Linked DNA regions of Ovis aries: region 2 is linked to region 1. The links are chromatin contacts, called in public Hi-C maps. All regions are on one chromosome and are shown on one strand. Each heading gives the region's core, a stretch centred on a gene start, on an enhancer-like site or on the middle of the called end of the contact. The rest is flanking DNA. Distances are from core to core; before and after follow the strand shown.

Region 1 (7,590 bases), core at 1,352-3,851:
TGTGTGTGTATATGTGACCATTTACTAGATGGGTGGCTTTGAATAAGTGGCTTTAACTTGATCATTTCCAAGGCAGGGCCCTCCTACTTTTTTTGTCGGAAAATTTGCAGAAACACAATTTATCTTAACCATATATATTAAAAAAAAAAATTGGCTGCATCAGGCAGCATGGAGTCTTAACTGCTGGACTACCAGGGAAGTCCCTGCTAATCATTTTCAAGTGTACAATTCAGAAATGTTAAGTTCATCCACACTGTAGTGCAGCCAATCTCTGGAGCCCTTTTGTTGAGGAAATTAAAATGGAGGAAGTCTTGTTCAGGCTTCAGAAGCAGGCAAGCAGGCCTCTGACCTGCCTGGACACTGCCCGGATTCTGCGCCTGCCTGCAAGCACAGCTAGTCAGGTGGCGCTTTAGTCAAGAAAAAAGAAAAAAGAGCGGGTCTTGGAATTCTTGAACTCCTGAAGGTCTGGCCAATCTCCCAGGGTCTAATGAAATCCTATGACTCATAAGGTGAAACAAACAGCATTGTCAAAGGGTTAAATAAGTAAAAAATGCAGAAGAGCATTTCTGCATGCAAACAAATGATGCTATCACTGTAAGGCCTGGGATTATCAGCAGGAACCCCCAAAACTGCAATCTGAAGTCTCACCCGCTAAGTGGACGCACAGCCTGGGACATTTTTCCAGCTGGGACTCCAGACTGCTGTTATTTGGGACTTCCCAGTGCTGTTTAAGTCTGGATGTTGGTCAGCCCAATTTGGTGATGTATATGCTGTTACTTTACTTTTCCTATTTCTCTTGTCTTTTAATGATTATATATAAATAAGCCTCTATTAAATATTGAAATTGTATATTTATTTGTGGTTTCTTTTGTTAAGGATCCTTCCAACCTGAAATGAAAGTTCAGCAAAACACCTTTTCATCTTGCAAAAACCACAACTCTCTACCCATGAAACAAAACCTTCTCATTCAGGGACTTCCTATTTCTTGTTCTGAAGAAACTCCCCAATACCTAAACAGCTATAACAGATGGCATATAACAGATGTCTGAAAGATACTGAATGAACCTGGCTTTAGATACGCACCGGGTTGTGATGGGCTTAAGGAAAATGACAAACATCTGGCACTGTTCAAGAGTAAGTGATCCACAAGCGTCCATCTCTGACCGACTGTGTGGCTGGGGATGATGGCTGGGTGGTCGGTCATGTGTGTGTGGGGCCCCACGTGGCACACATCTAAACGTGTCTCTGGTTGTGTGTGAGGAAGGTGACAGTGGCCTCCTATTGCATGTGTTCTCAGCGTCGGAACCAAGACGTTTTCTATTGCTCAGCTCTCTGGGCGGGGTTCCTGGACCTGCAATTTTCCAGTCCGGCTGCTGGTAGCCTCTCTGACTCGGCTCTCTGCCCCATCTTTTTTTGCAGCCTGGGCTCAATCAGTATCCTGGCGAGGCAACAGAGCGGGTAGCCTAGCCTGTCCGCAGCAGCGCTCGCCTGGGAGAGGCCACAGGAGGGCCGTGCCCCGGTGCTAGCGCTCCCGCGCGCAGGGCGCGCCGCTAGCGGCGTCCAGGTCCCCGGCGCTCTGCCCAGTGCGGGGAGGGAGGGGCGAGGCTGGGGTCCCCGGGCGCCTGCGCTGCAGTCAGTTCCCTTTCAGACCCCCGCCGAAAGGGACCCGGAGGTGCCGTTGGGGAAGAAAGGGGGGTGGCAACATCTGGTTTTGATTAGCAGACACCGAGTTACAGAGGCGGGTGGCGAGCTTGGGATCTAGAGAGGAAGCGGGGAGGCGGCTAGAACTAGAAAGGAAGAAATGGGGCTGGAGCTGGAAGGGGATGCAGAGCGGAAGGGTGGGGTGGACGCTATAGGGGAGGCACCGTCTGTTAGCGTTTCCCTGGCCTTGTTTCCCCGCAGCTCAGAACCCGGAGAAGCTTCGCGCTCCCGCCCACTCTAGCCCGCATTCGACTAACCCCATCCTTATTCCGTTTCCCTATTTCAAGCCTCTCCTTTTCCAATTGAGGTCCCCCTTCCCCCTCGCTGATCCTTCTCCGGTTCTCGCCTCCGCCGTCTGCAGGCCTTTCTCCCGGTGGCCCGCCCCCCCCGCACTCCTCCCCCCGGCCTCGCGGCACTGCGGTTTCCCGTTCCTTGGAGGCCCCGCACCAAGCCCGCCGCGAGGTCGCAGGGCAGAGACTGCCTTCGGTTTTCGGTCCTCCGTTCCCTTAGTCTCACCCAGTCTCACCGCCCCGCCCCCGCGCCTTTACGATCTGGGTTTGGGTACTTCTGGGTGGAGAGCAGAACCCAAGCCTGTCCTTGCCGCTCTCCTCCCGGTTCTCCTCCAGCACTCCAGTCCCAGGTAAACGTCTCCCAGCGGGCGAAAGGTGCGCCGCTGCTCCCGCCCCTGCCTTGCAAGCAGGCCCCTCCCCAAGCACTGCGCAGCTCCTTCCCAGGGCGCCCTCGGTCCGTTTTCCAAAGCCTCGCGTTGGGAGGGCTTGCTTGGGCACCGGAGACCTATCTATCCCTGCGCCCCGGGTCCCGCCCTGGCTCCAGCTCCCACCTGGCCTCCGGTCCTCCGCCGCTGCAGCCGCCCGCAGACGCGCCGCCGCCTCCAGTTGCTGCACCTTACCCCGCGCCCGCAGTTTTCACCAGGGGTGGGAGAGGGGGAGCGGGGAGGGCCCGGGGGCTCGGCCAATCAGAGGCTGAGCGGCAGAGAAAAAGGGTGGTGGAGGGAGGAGGCGGCGGCCCGAGATAGAAAGAGGGGACTTCTGCAGCAAAAGGGGGCCGCCATCCTGTGGCCGGCTGGCCTGGCCTGGGAGGCCAGGGTTCTGGACCCTGGAGATCGGGCTGGGGTCGCTCAGGGAACGCTAGCCGCCTCCCAGAGCCCCGCCAAGACCGCTCCCCTTTTAAGCTTTAACCCTTTCCTTTGACCTAGGTTTTGGAAGCCTGCGCGAAAACCGAGGGGGTAAGGAATGGTGGATGGAAGCCAGTTGCTGGGCCCCCGTAGGCAACGCCCACGCCTCGTTTCCGTTTCACCTAGAACTCATCTCCGCGGGAGCAGTCAGTGAGAGGTTTTTGGTGTTGGAATATTCCAGGTTTTCTCCAAAGGAGGATAGCGGGGTGTATTTCCACATGGCAACAGCCCTTAAGGGCAGCACTTGGTCTTTCCTGGTCCCCAGCCCTGCCCCAACTCCTCACCCAGCCTAGAACACCCATCTCTTAAGAGGCTTTCTGCTCTTGGGCACTGTGTCCCTCAGCTCCGGGGCTGGCACTTCCTGTTGAAGACAGCTAGAAGGTTCTTCTCGATTTCATGTTCTCCTCTTACCCCTCACAGCCACCCAAGTCCCTGAGCGCTGTGTGCTTGGTCTTCAGACAAGAGGCAGGGTGCTGCTGCCCTCTAGAAAACACTCTGCTTGGCCTGTTCCATCCATGGCCACAGTCTGCTGGGATCATCTCATCCCATTTCATGGCTAAGAGGTGGAGAGATGGCCAGTTGACCTGGGCTATGGAGCCCCAAGTCTTTGGAGTCCCAAGTCTTTGGTGCTGAGCTATATTCCACTGCTGCATTTCAGTCCAGGGGAAAGGGAAATTCTGCAACTGTGGGAAGGGAGAGGAGGCAGGACCACTAGCAAGAATAGCAGATACCACGCTTTGATCTTCTGGGGCATCTGTCCTTGCTCCATTAATTTGAAGTCACCAGAAGCCCTTGGAACGTTTTTTTTTTTTTTAATAGCCAGTGCTGATGACTTGTGCCTCCAATTTTTTTTTTTTTTTTGAACAAAGGTTTATTTGATTAATTTGCCTCCTTGTGGCCTCTTTGTGAATTCTGGTTGAGACATCCTGTGGGCTGACCCTGCCCCACCCCCCGCACCCCCAGCCATTCTCCTATTTCTTTGCAGAGATGGTGTTGGCACCTTCTCTGCAGTTTCCATTACTGTAATGGTACTGTTGGAAGCCATCCCTGGGCTAGCAAATGGGGGATTCTCCCTCCCACTCCTTCTCCCTCCTTTGGAGGTTAGGTGGCCTCCCAGCACTTAGAGTGATGGAACTTTCTAACTGGAACAAGCCTCACAGATGGTCCAATCCACAGAGCCTTGGCTCTGGTAAACAGCAGGAGCTCCTGGAGCACTTTATGAGAAATGTAGCTGCTCTTGCCCACCTGGGATTTTCCTAGCCTAGTAGTAGGGCTCCCGGAGTCTACATTTCACAGGCTCCCAGGACCTGGGAACTGCAGACCATCCCTTTTCATAGATGAGGTGACCTGGCTTCTTATTGTCTGGAGGGTAATTTTTTAAAAAAGTATTTATGGATTTAATTTTGGCTGCTCTTTGTTGCTGGGCATAGGCTTTCTCTGGTTGTGGTATGTGGGCTTCTCATTGCGATGGCCTCTTGTTTTGGAGCACTGGCTCTAGAGACTGAGAGCTTCAGTAGTTCCAGCACACGAGCTCAGAAGTTGCAGCTTGTGGGCTTCGGAGTGCAGGCTCAGTATTTGTGGCGCGTAGGGTTAGTTGCTCCGTGGCATGTGGAACCTGGAATCTTCCCGGACCAGGGGTTGAGCCAGTGTCCTCTGCATTGCAAGGCAAATTCTTAACCGTTGGACCACCAGGAGGGTAATTTTTAAGTGCCTGGATGTCCTGCCCCTGGTGGCTGACCTCCACCACCACCTCATCTTTCCCATTCTTCTTCCTGCTGCATTCTGGACACGCTAGCCTCCTCCTTGGCACTCCACTCTGTCTTCTTTCCTGCTCACCAGCTTTCTGGTTCTCAATCCAAGGATCTTTCCTATCAAAACACAGTTGCTTTAGTTGCTTTTGCTTCAGCCTAATCCTGCCTCCTACCCCCATGGGGTTGGAGATGGTTTTTTTTTTTCCTTTGGGCAAGACATGAGGATACCCACAGGCCCCTTAACAACAGAAAATATCTGAGCTCTGTCTGGATAAGACCCTGGATGCTCTGTTTCCCACTCTATGGCCCAGTCGCTGAGTGTTGCTGGCTGGAAGGCCTGGCTGTGCTATTTTGATAAGGTTTCAAGGACCTGGCCTATTTTTTGGGTCCCCAAGCACTTTGCTTCAGGAAGGGGAGGGGAGTGTGGCAATAGTGTGTCTGCTAAACCAAGGTGTCTGACTGGATGGAGTGAATGGCTCAAATGATCAATTTAGGGGCTGGGATGGAACACAGGGTCCTGAGGGGGAGGAGATTTAAAAACTCCCATTTTCTAATGGCACAGGATAGGAGTGCTGAAAGCAGGAAGAAAGGGTTTATCCACCCAAGGCAAGATTTCCCGACTTACTGTGGCTGCCCTGCGGGTCCCTTAGGTCTTTCCCATCACCTCTGGGCGCCCCATCTGGAGATGCATGGAGTAATGCTCCTCTCAAAATGCACCTTCCTTTAGGCTAACAAAGGGTCTACCAGCCATTCACTCTATTTCCTGATTTCATCTGATTGTCTTTATAAAATCACAGAGGTGGCAGAAGCCATCTCATCATTTTGTAGCTGAAAAATGAGGCCCCCAAAGGATAATGATCTGTCAAAGGTCAGACAAATATTATGAAACACAGCCAAGACAAGCTAGACTGCAGATCTTCTGATTCCAGGTACAGCGTGCTCCACTCCTTCCAGGGCGGGTCTTCAGCCTTCTGCTGGACTGACTTCACTGGTCTGGATGAAATGGGAAAAACAAGGACGTTGTGGAGTACTCTGAACATACCTGTCAGGCTACTACACGGTTTTGATCGCCTCCCCTTCACTCTGTTGATAAGGGAGAATTCCCAGATTCCCATCCTAGGGTTTTGGAGATGGTCAAACACATAAAACCTGTTGACTTAACAAAATAGTCACAACCTAAAAGTTAAGAGTTCTGTTTTATTTGGTGGGAATTTTTAGGACTTCAAGCACGGGAGACTGCATCACAAGTGACCCTGAGAGAACTGCTCAGAGGAGGCGAGGGGAGGAGCCAGGTTATAGAGAAGTTTGGCAGGCAGTCTGAACATCAAAAGATTATTGTTAATTAAAGAAAATCAGAATCCCCAAGTTAAGGAATTTAGCGCTTTTCTGTGTATGGGAAGGCGCAAGAGTCTGGGCTCACTCATTGAAATTATTGCTTTCAGGTGCATCTCAGCTATCTGGGGCCAGCAGCCTGTGTTTTCACGTCCTGAGCGTCAGGGCCCACCATAGGGAGTGGCTGTAGTCTGACGGCTGCTAGATGGCAGGTATTCTTTTCCTTCCTGAGTGCCCTTAGGGCTCACTAGCTCACCTTGGAGGGCTGTGATGGCTGATGACTGAGGGGCTTCCCAGGTAAAGAAGTGGTAGTGGAAAAGAAGCCACCTGCCAGTGCAGGAGCTGCAGGAGATGCAGGAGACTCAGCCCCTGGTTGGGAAGATCCCCTGGAGGAGGAAATGGCAACCCACTCCAGTATTCTGGACTGGATAATCCCATGAACCGAGAAATATAATTCATGGGGTGGTAAAGAGTCAGACGTGACTGAGCATGTATGAACTTGATATCCTTGTTTAACTGATATGGCAAAAAGTAGTCCCTGTCTGACCCTGACACTGTACAGATGTGATTGACTAATAAACAGCAGTTTATTAGTCACCTGTACTTAGAGCCCAGAGAAAGACACCACATGCCAGGCCCTGCCACTCAGGAGCTGCACTCGAATAGTAAACAAACAGGAGCTCTGGGAGGCTTTGTGGTATCCAAAGGGTGGAATGCTCATTTCCCGCAGGAGGATATGATTGGCTGGTTTGAATAATTCTGTGGACTGGTAGGGAACTGAAGGCTGATTCTCAGGGATAAGAAGGAAAAAAGAAGGTTAATTGACTAGAGGAACTTATCAACAGAAGCTAATAACTGGGAAATAGAATTTGTGGTTAAGCCACTTGAGCCCCCCACAATTTGATCAGATATCAAGACAATACATACTGTTGAGTCCTAATTTTGGTCTAATTGAGGCTACACACTCGCCCTTCCTTGGGATGGTCTGTACTCTTGTTCTAAGCTTATACCTTTCTACTTTTTTGAACCAATGGTGGTAGATGGTATGTTTTTTTAATGTCCCTTCTAGGCACAAAAATAAAAGTGGTAATTTTCTGTTGCTCCTCAAACTTCTTTGGAAATATGACTAGTCTATGAAATTAAAAAGTCTTGAAACTGCTTGACACTCTTCTGCCTCTCCTAATCTCTAGTTGAGGTCAACTCCCAGAGTGAGGTCACGCCCTGAAAAACTGCATGTTTGGTTGAAGTTTCTCTTAGAATGCAGGGCAGAGGTCCAAGCACCAATGAAGATCACATTCTCAACATTTAAGAACCTTTATTCATGAATGTTTTATCAAATAATTAATAGTAATGTGTATCTTTTTGCCAGTTTTTCTAAATGTCCTTTGGACATCTAATAACAATGTATAAGATACAAAATTTTAAATATATTTGAGTAGGATATAAAATAATATAAATTAATATAAATATAAATCTATTATATCTAAATTATTAATGACATCATTCAGGATGCTCCTATTCTTATTTTTTCTGCACTTGATAAAATACTCTCAGAGAAATGTTAATATGTCTCACTATGATTATATATTTTTTCTTTTCCCTTCTGTTTCT
Region 2 (7,590 bases), core at 1,426-3,925, 49 kb after region 1:
AGGTTCTAGATTGGACACAGTATCCAAATATTCAGCCAGTGGCTGCTAACATCTCTGAGGCTGCACATGCCTTTGAATGACTTGAGAAAGCATTCCTGCAGAAAGGGCACCCGCTACACCCATGTGATTCATCCTGGAGGGCCCCTCCCCTGACATCCACCTGGGAGGTTGCCCCGTGTGGAGTCTGGACCCCCACCTCCCATCCACGCCTGGCCCTTCTCCCTCCCGGCTCTCTGACACTTGCTGTGTTAAGTGACCCAGACCCTCCCCAGGAAAACTGACTGGTCTCAACCTCTGTCTCTCTCTTACCCACAGCTGGGTCTGCAACAGCCTGCTCCCGGACCAGACAGCCCAGCCCCCTCCACTTCCTGACTCAGGCTCCTAGATCCTGAACCTGAGGGGCTGTCATGATGCCAGAGGTCTCCAGTCCCCTGGGCCCCTCCCATCAGCCAGCTTTGTTCTATCCTGGCCCCTCCCTGCCTCTTCTGACTGGGGCAGTGGCCTGGGAAAACCCAGAGCATCCAGGATCTCCAGTGGGAACGGCCCCCATTCTTGCCCAGGCTCAACTAGCCCCGCCCTGCTCCCTCCCTCTCCCTTCAAGCCCTTCTGTACTAAGACTATGTGACCTTGCAGCCACCCCATCTGGCCTGCTATCAACTCCTTCCACAAGAGGTTTTTTTTTTTTTTTTTTTTTTTAATGTCATTAGAACTTCTGTCTCCTCAGTTCTCCCTTATCTTCATTTTCCCTTCTAGTCTGCTTGGATGACATTATTTCTATCATCCTCTTGCTCACTGGGCAGGAGGAGAAGGGGACGGCAGAGGATGAGACGGTTGGATGGCATCACTGACTCAATCGCCACGAGTCTGAGCAAACTCCAGGAGACAATGAAGGATAGGGGAGCCTGGCGTGCTGCAGTCCGTGGGGTCACAGAGAATCAGACATGACTGAGCTATGCGCAACAATTTGGTCACTGTAAATTCTCTTACCACTCTGCCCTTTTGCTGCTCCTGCTGAGCCAAACCCCAGCCCTGGATGGCTGTGGGGCAGAATCGCTCCAACAAAGGGTCCAGTGTTTCCCTGTGCGTGTGTTTCCTTCCCCCTCTCCCGCTTGTGCTCAAAATCCCCTTCTACCCCTCACTCGCAGGGCCGTTTTCCATTTCCCAGAGTTAAAGGGAAGAGAGACCGCAGCGACAGAAGGAGGACCCTGGGGTGGGAGGGGCTGAAGAGGAGGAAAGGGACTGCAGTGCTCACTGGTGCTCAGCAATACTCCAGCGTGAGCCTCCCCCGCCCCCACAAGGCCTTGGCTGACCTGTAGACACCCTCTGCTGGCCCACTGAGGCAGGAAGCTTGGCTGCCCTACAGGGCTGGACTCAGGAGAACAGACCACGAAGATCAGGAGTCAGCGCTGGGCACAAGGAAGGCTAGGTCCCTGAAGACATCCAGGAGGAGATGAGAAGGCCGGTGGATAGACTGATCTGGAATCTGGGAGAATGATCTTGGCAAACGACTTGAGAACAAAGTCTAGGTCATGGGATCAGATGTGACCACTCAGGAAATATGTATGAAGGAGAAGAGAGACCGGAAATGGAGCTTTGAGAAATACCACACCTATAGGATAGGGGTGCTGGTGGTAAAGAATCTGTCTGCTAATGGTGGAGACATAGGAGACGCACGAATTGAGGGTTTGATCCCTGGGTTGGGAAGATCCCCTGGAGGAGGAAATGGCAACCACTCCAGTATTCTTGCCTGGGAAATCCCATGGACAGAGGAGCCTGGCAGGCTACAGTCCGTGGGGTTGCAAAGAGTTACACACGACTGAGCACACTCACATTCACACTCACACACACACACACGATAGTCATTGGAAGAAGAGCTTTCCTGAGTTTTCCTGTCTGTAAAGTGGATATGATGATGCAAGTTGCTGTAAAGATATAATAAACGTAATATGTCACTTAACATATAACACTTAACATATCAAGTGTTTGACATGGTGTTGGTGCTCCCTGATGGACCTTGAATTTGTAGCACGTTTCCACAGTGGTCTTCCTCCTGGGTCACGTTGGTTTACTGACATCCCTTCAAGAGAAGTGACCAGAGGCCTGGACTTCATCGCTGCCGACTGCTGTCCTCCACTGGACAGTATGTTCTATTAATGTGGCCCAAGCTTGCGGTTATGTTTTCAGCACTGCAGTCTGCTGGAAAGTGTTGGCTCAGCCAAGACCTCTGTGCTTTTGTGAGGGATGCTCTGAATCCAAGAGCCTTCAAGGGAAGATGTAAAGGAAGGGACCGGTTCCTGTGGCAGGATCCAAGGCTGGTCCTCAGACATAGCGGCTGTCATATCCTTTACAGAAAGGGCGGAGAAGTTGGCCAGCACCTCCTGGCTCTGCCCTCTGGGCCTGCAAGGCAGGAGACAGGAAAGGTAGAATGAAGCTGGTGATGGGGAATGTGGAGGGAAGAGGCAGGTCTGAGGAGATGCTGGGATGGGCGGGGTCTCCAGGCCAGGGGTGGATGCTCTGGGTTCCCTCATCCGTGTCTCTTACCCCTTCAGTGAGCCTGGGCCCCTGTGTGCTGCTTCTGATGAAAGGAGTTTGCCTTTGTCTTTAGGGAGGCCAGACTCCTGGCGAAAGGGCAGTGGCTGGAGCAATACCGCCCCCTCATGGTCTATTCTGCAACTGCAGTCAGTGGACCCATCCCGGAGTTGGGAGCTGCCTTCCGACACCCCACCCAACCTCTTCTGAGGCCCATAGGCTGCCTCCAGATCAGCTGATCAGCTGACTTTGTGGTCCTTGGCTGTCTTTGGCAGCTTGTCCTGTGTACCTAAGAGTGTCCCTTTGTTTCTGGCTTATGTGAGCCGTCGCTGCCTGCAGTATATCTCTCCTGCTCCCTTGGACTGTCGTCTCTGCGGCTGTGATCAGCACCTCCCGTCTCTCTTCCCACCACTCTCTGTGTCTGTGTTTCTGCATCTTCTCCTGTCTCTGACTTGCTCCCTGCCCCCCTCCACTGCTTGTGTGTCCTGGAGCTGGGGTCACAGCTGCCCTCCCCCCAGAGCCAGATTGATTCTTGAGAAGACTGGGATTTTTAGCTTTTTCCACGATGAGTCAGGAACTCCTGGAGGGATGAGGGCCAAGGCCCCAGCCAGCAGTGGCCTCAGAGAGGATGCCGGAGGTCAGAGGAGTCTTGGGCTGGGCTGAAGACTGTGACAAGAGATTTTCCAAAATATGCTCATGGGGCCAGTGGGAGGCTCTGTGCATTCCTGCGGATGTCTAAGAAGCAGAACAAGCAAGCCGCCGGCTGCCAGTGTGGAGCAAGGCTGCTCTAGCTGCCAGCTGTGTGCAGAGCCCTCCTGCTCTCCTCAGTCCTCACCACACTTTCTGTGGCCTCAGGGCCTTTGCACAAACTCTTTCTCCTTGGAGCAGTCTTTCCCTTGAGGCGTTCAAAAGCACTTCCTTTAGGAAGTCCTGGATTCACAGTGTCTGAGATGAGGCCCTCCTCTGTGCCAAGGTACCATCCTCTACCTGGTTTAATGTAACCTGGATGCAGTTCTGCCTCCCTGACTTGTGTGTCTGTTCTAGGGAGGGGTGGGTATGAGCTTTCATGTGCCTGGGCAGGAAGCAGCAAGTGGCAGAGACAGGGCTGAGGGAAGCAGGCAGGGATGATCCACACGGTACCTCCCTCCTCCCCACAGCCCCTACTTGTTCTGCCTGTTTCTATTCTGACCTTTCTTCCCCCAGGTTTCTCTGTATTTTGGTGCCGGAGGCCACAGAAGTTCCAGGAAAATCTGTCTGGCTTCTGGCCCAGGAGCAGGCTCCAGGCAGGCGGTGGGGAAGGGCTGATCGCCGTCAGGTGTCTGTTGAGTCCCCTGAGTTGGCACTATGGGGATGGGGCCACCTGTGGGCAGCCGAGGACTAGGGTGGATGGGCAGAGGAGGGGGCACCAGGGGCACTTTGTAGACCGAGTGGCCGTGTCTCAGTGTGGTTGTATGGCATGAGCGGGCAGAGGGAGAGCTCACTTGGGGTTCTCACCTGTAGCCTGGAGTTGTCCCTGGGACATAGACCTCCCTGGTACCTTGCGAGAGTGTCTAGGCCCAGCTATTCCCTGGAGAGCTTAAAATTCTGTCCCAGGGAAGGGAAAAGGAAACACTCAGAGATTTACCTTTTGTGTATGGAGGAAGCAGAGCCACCCTCCTTTCCCAGTTTATTACATCGAAAAAAAAAAAAAGACTTATTTATTTTTCGCTGCGCTGGGTCTCCGTTGCTGTGTGGGCTTTCTCTAGTTGTGGAACAGGCTCTGGAGCACAGGCTCAGCAGTTGTGGTGCACAGGCTTAGTCGCTCTGTAGTATGTGGGATCTTCCTGGACCACGGATCAACCTATTTCTCCTGCTTTGGCAGGCAGGTTCTTAACCATTGGACCACCAGGGAAGTCCCATGTTTATTTGTGATGGTCTACCTGGACCTCTTGCGAGGGCTGAGGCCTGCCGTTGTCTGGTTCTGTGACCCTGAGTGATGGGAATGGGAGGTTCTGTTAAGAAGTACGGAGCAGTTACGAATGATGAGGGGCAGTGGGAGTTTTTGGGGGATGTACTGGGTGGGGGCTCAGGTGCTGACAGTGAATCCACTGGTGGAAACTAGCCCAGGACCCATTGGATCACATATCTGAGGCCACTCAGATCCAGGCTGAGGCTGGAAGCCCAGGGTTGGGGTGGACAGGGCCTGCTGCTGCATCCGAGTCCCCGCTCAGGATCCTGGCTCACTCAGGAGTGATGGAAGGAGGAGGGGCGTGGGGTTTGGACCCGGGAGTTGACCTCTCTAGGCCTCAGGCTCCTCAGTTGAGGAATGAGGCGGCCCGTTCCTGCGGGGCGCTGTGAGTGGATGTGCCAAGGCGCCTGCACACAGCAGTGCCGGGGCCCCTCCCACCTCCCTCCACGGCTCTCTGTCCCCCAGGTTGTCGTTGTCCTGGCGCTTGCTGGCTGGAGGGCGACAGGAGACTGGAGACGGCTCAATCCCCTCCCCGACGTCTGTGAGTTCCAGACTGGCTCGCGCGTGCTGCTCGCGTGCCGCTCGCTCTCCTCCACCTACGGCGGGCTGCCTGGGTGCCAGGCTTTTGACTCGGAGACAGCAGCTCCTCACCTTCCACGGAGCTGGGCAGGGTGTCCCCTGTGGAGCCCGTGGAGCAGGGTGTGGGCTGCCGTTCTCTGGAGCCATGTCGACTGGGCAACACCGGGTGACGTGCCTATGCTTGTGGGTGGGTGAGACCACGTTCCCAGCTTCTGAAGGCCCAGGAGGGCTGGCGTCCAGGAAGTGCTCCTACCTCCCACCCTGGCCCTCACGTCCCACCACTGACAGTCACCCTGCTGGGATGAGCACTGGCTTTACCTTAATTCTGGTCCTGAAGTGGTGTCGGATGCCACTGAATGCATCCCTTCACTTTATAGATGAGGAAACCAGTGGTAAAAGTATCTGCCTGCAATGCATGAGACCCAGGTTTGATCCCTGGCTCGGGAAGATCCCCTGGAGAAGGGCATGGCAACTCACTCCAGTATTCTTGCCTGGGAAATCCCATGGACAGAGGAGCCTGGTAGACTAGAGTCTATGGCTTCACAAAGAGTTGGAAACAACTGAGCGACATACACACACACGCACACACACACACACACACACAAGGCCCAGAAGGAAAAGCACAGCCTATGGCCACGGTGGAGTGGGGGATGGGAGGACAGAGCAATTAATTCAACAAACCCGGTGAGTGCTTCCTGACAGCCTGCTCACAGACCTGCAGCAGTCGGGGAGGGAAGCCGGAGGAGGAGGCTGGCCTGGACCATGGGTTCCTGCCAGGGAGCGTCTCTCTCAGGTCAGTGGGCCATAGCACCTGGGGCAAGGGACTTAGTCTTTCCTCATTCTTCTGGTTTGTGTTTAAAAATCTGCTACAAAGTGAAAACAGTAATATCAGCGTATGGAACACGAGGGGTTGTTGGGAGTTCATTTATGAAGTGTTTAGAACAGAGCCTGTGTACACAGTTGAGTGCTATGTAAGTGCCTGGTGTTGTCATCGTGGCAGCTTCTCCCCTGGCCTTTTGTACCTGGCCCCGGGGGAAGTAGCTGCGGGGGGGGGGGACAGTTGTGCGGGGGTTGGGGGTGGGGGGGGGGGGGGGGGGGGGGGGGGGGGGGGGGGGGGGGGTGAGGAACAGTTGCGTGGCGTGGGGAAGCAGGGGGAGGCTGGGAGCTGGAGGTGGGGTGGCCGGGCAGAGGGAGGGCTGGCCTGGACCCACTGTGCTCTGGCCAGGCCCGGTGTCTGCCTCCAGGGGCAAGCGGGGCATAGTTGACTGGACTGGGGGTCACGGCCTCCCAGCACTCTCTGGCCCAGAGCGAGAATGGAGTCAGGGATAGGGTGGAGGGCACGGCTGTTCTTTCCTTTCTATTTTGACTTGTTTTGGACATTTTTATTTATTTGTTTGGCTGTTCTGGGTCATAGTTTCAGCACGTGGGATCGTCAGTCTTTGTTGGGGCCTGAGGGATCCTTAGTCGTGGCCCATGGATTCTAGTTCCCTGACCAGGAATTGAACCCGGGGACCCCTGCATTCGGAGTGTGGAGTCTTGGCCATTGGACCACCAGGGTAGTCCCAGATTTTTTCCTTTTAAATTACAAAAGCATCTATGCCCCCTCTAAAATCCTTTCGATCCCTGAAACCTTCCTCAACTCTTTTCCCAAAACCTACCCCTCAAGATTACACACCATTAACAACGTAAATTGCATCCTTTCTGGATCTTTTATATCTTTTAATAACCTATGTATACACTTATAAATACCGCTTTTGTTTTTAAAAAAAGGAAAGAAAATTACATAATATTACACTCATTGTTGTGCAACTGTTTCCCCACGTAACGATGTTGCCTCTTTGCATCCTTTCCTGTCAAACACACAGGCTCCTCCAGCGTCTACTGCTGCAGAGCTTTCATAGCATAGATGGACCAAAATTTATTTGACCATTTCCCCAGTAATGGACATTCGGGCTGTTTCCAATCTTTTACTATTACTAACAAAGCTGCTGCAGAGATCCTGTACGTATATCTTGTGTCCACGTGCGAGTGTCTCTGAGGCTAGATTTCCGAAGAGGGATGAGTCCCAGGGTGTGAGAGACACAGATTGAAAATCATGAAGCCTGATGGGTGGGCATCTTTAGGGTTTGATGGTACAGACCTCCATGTGTGTGCCTGTGTGTTCAGGGACCTGGAGAGCCATGTTATGTGGGGAGCACGGGGCCCCGACTCAGGTCCCCACACTCTCAAACTGCCGGGGCTGCCCGGTCTTCCCAGCACCCATACTGCTCCTCTGCCTCTCTCACCTGGACCTCAGCACTGCCCTGCGATGTCCTGAGTGCACTCATTTTCCCTCGCTCTTCATTTAACCCCTTGGCTCTTCCTGGAGCTCACCCCCTCACTGTCAGCTGATGACCTCACCTCCTGTCTCACTGAGAAACTGAATGCCACAACGGGAGAATGTCCATGGTTGCCTACCACTACACCCATCCACCCACCTGCATGAGTGCCCGGGTCCTCTGCCTCTTTTCTGTGGCCAAGGCAGCCCTTCCACT

Evidence for each region. A called contact is a pair of places that touch in the nucleus more often than the background predicts.
Region 2: a contact with region 1 is called in a Hi-C map of tail adipose tissue, with 2.8 times the contacts expected there. The contact joins the enhancer-like site here to the promoter of THY1 in region 1. A contact is called at or near these places in 5 of 16 Hi-C or Micro-C datasets (hypothalamus, omental adipose tissue, skin fibroblasts and 1 more).

Annotation. Positions count from the first base shown.
Region 1 is chr15:29,694,570-29,702,159 of ARS-UI_Ramb_v3.0, forward strand. THY1 (Thy-1 cell surface antigen) reads right to left here and starts at 2,602. Exons shown (of 3, transcript XM_060399794.1): 1 at 2,218-2,602. It overlaps LOC105602204 (a long non-coding RNA gene), which reads left to right and starts at 2,249. Exons shown (of 4, transcript XR_009596596.1): 1 at 2,249-2,341; 2 at 2,918-2,947.
Region 2 is chr15:29,743,071-29,750,660 of ARS-UI_Ramb_v3.0, forward strand. No RefSeq gene overlaps it. Among named protein-coding and RNA genes, the nearest start is that of THY1, 50 kb to the left of the region's middle. Within about 2 kb of position 2,676, at least 13 of the 54 cell types and tissues checked have an H3K27ac peak or open chromatin away from gene starts, as enhancers often do. A contact at or near this core is called in hypothalamus and tail adipose tissue, where this site is marked.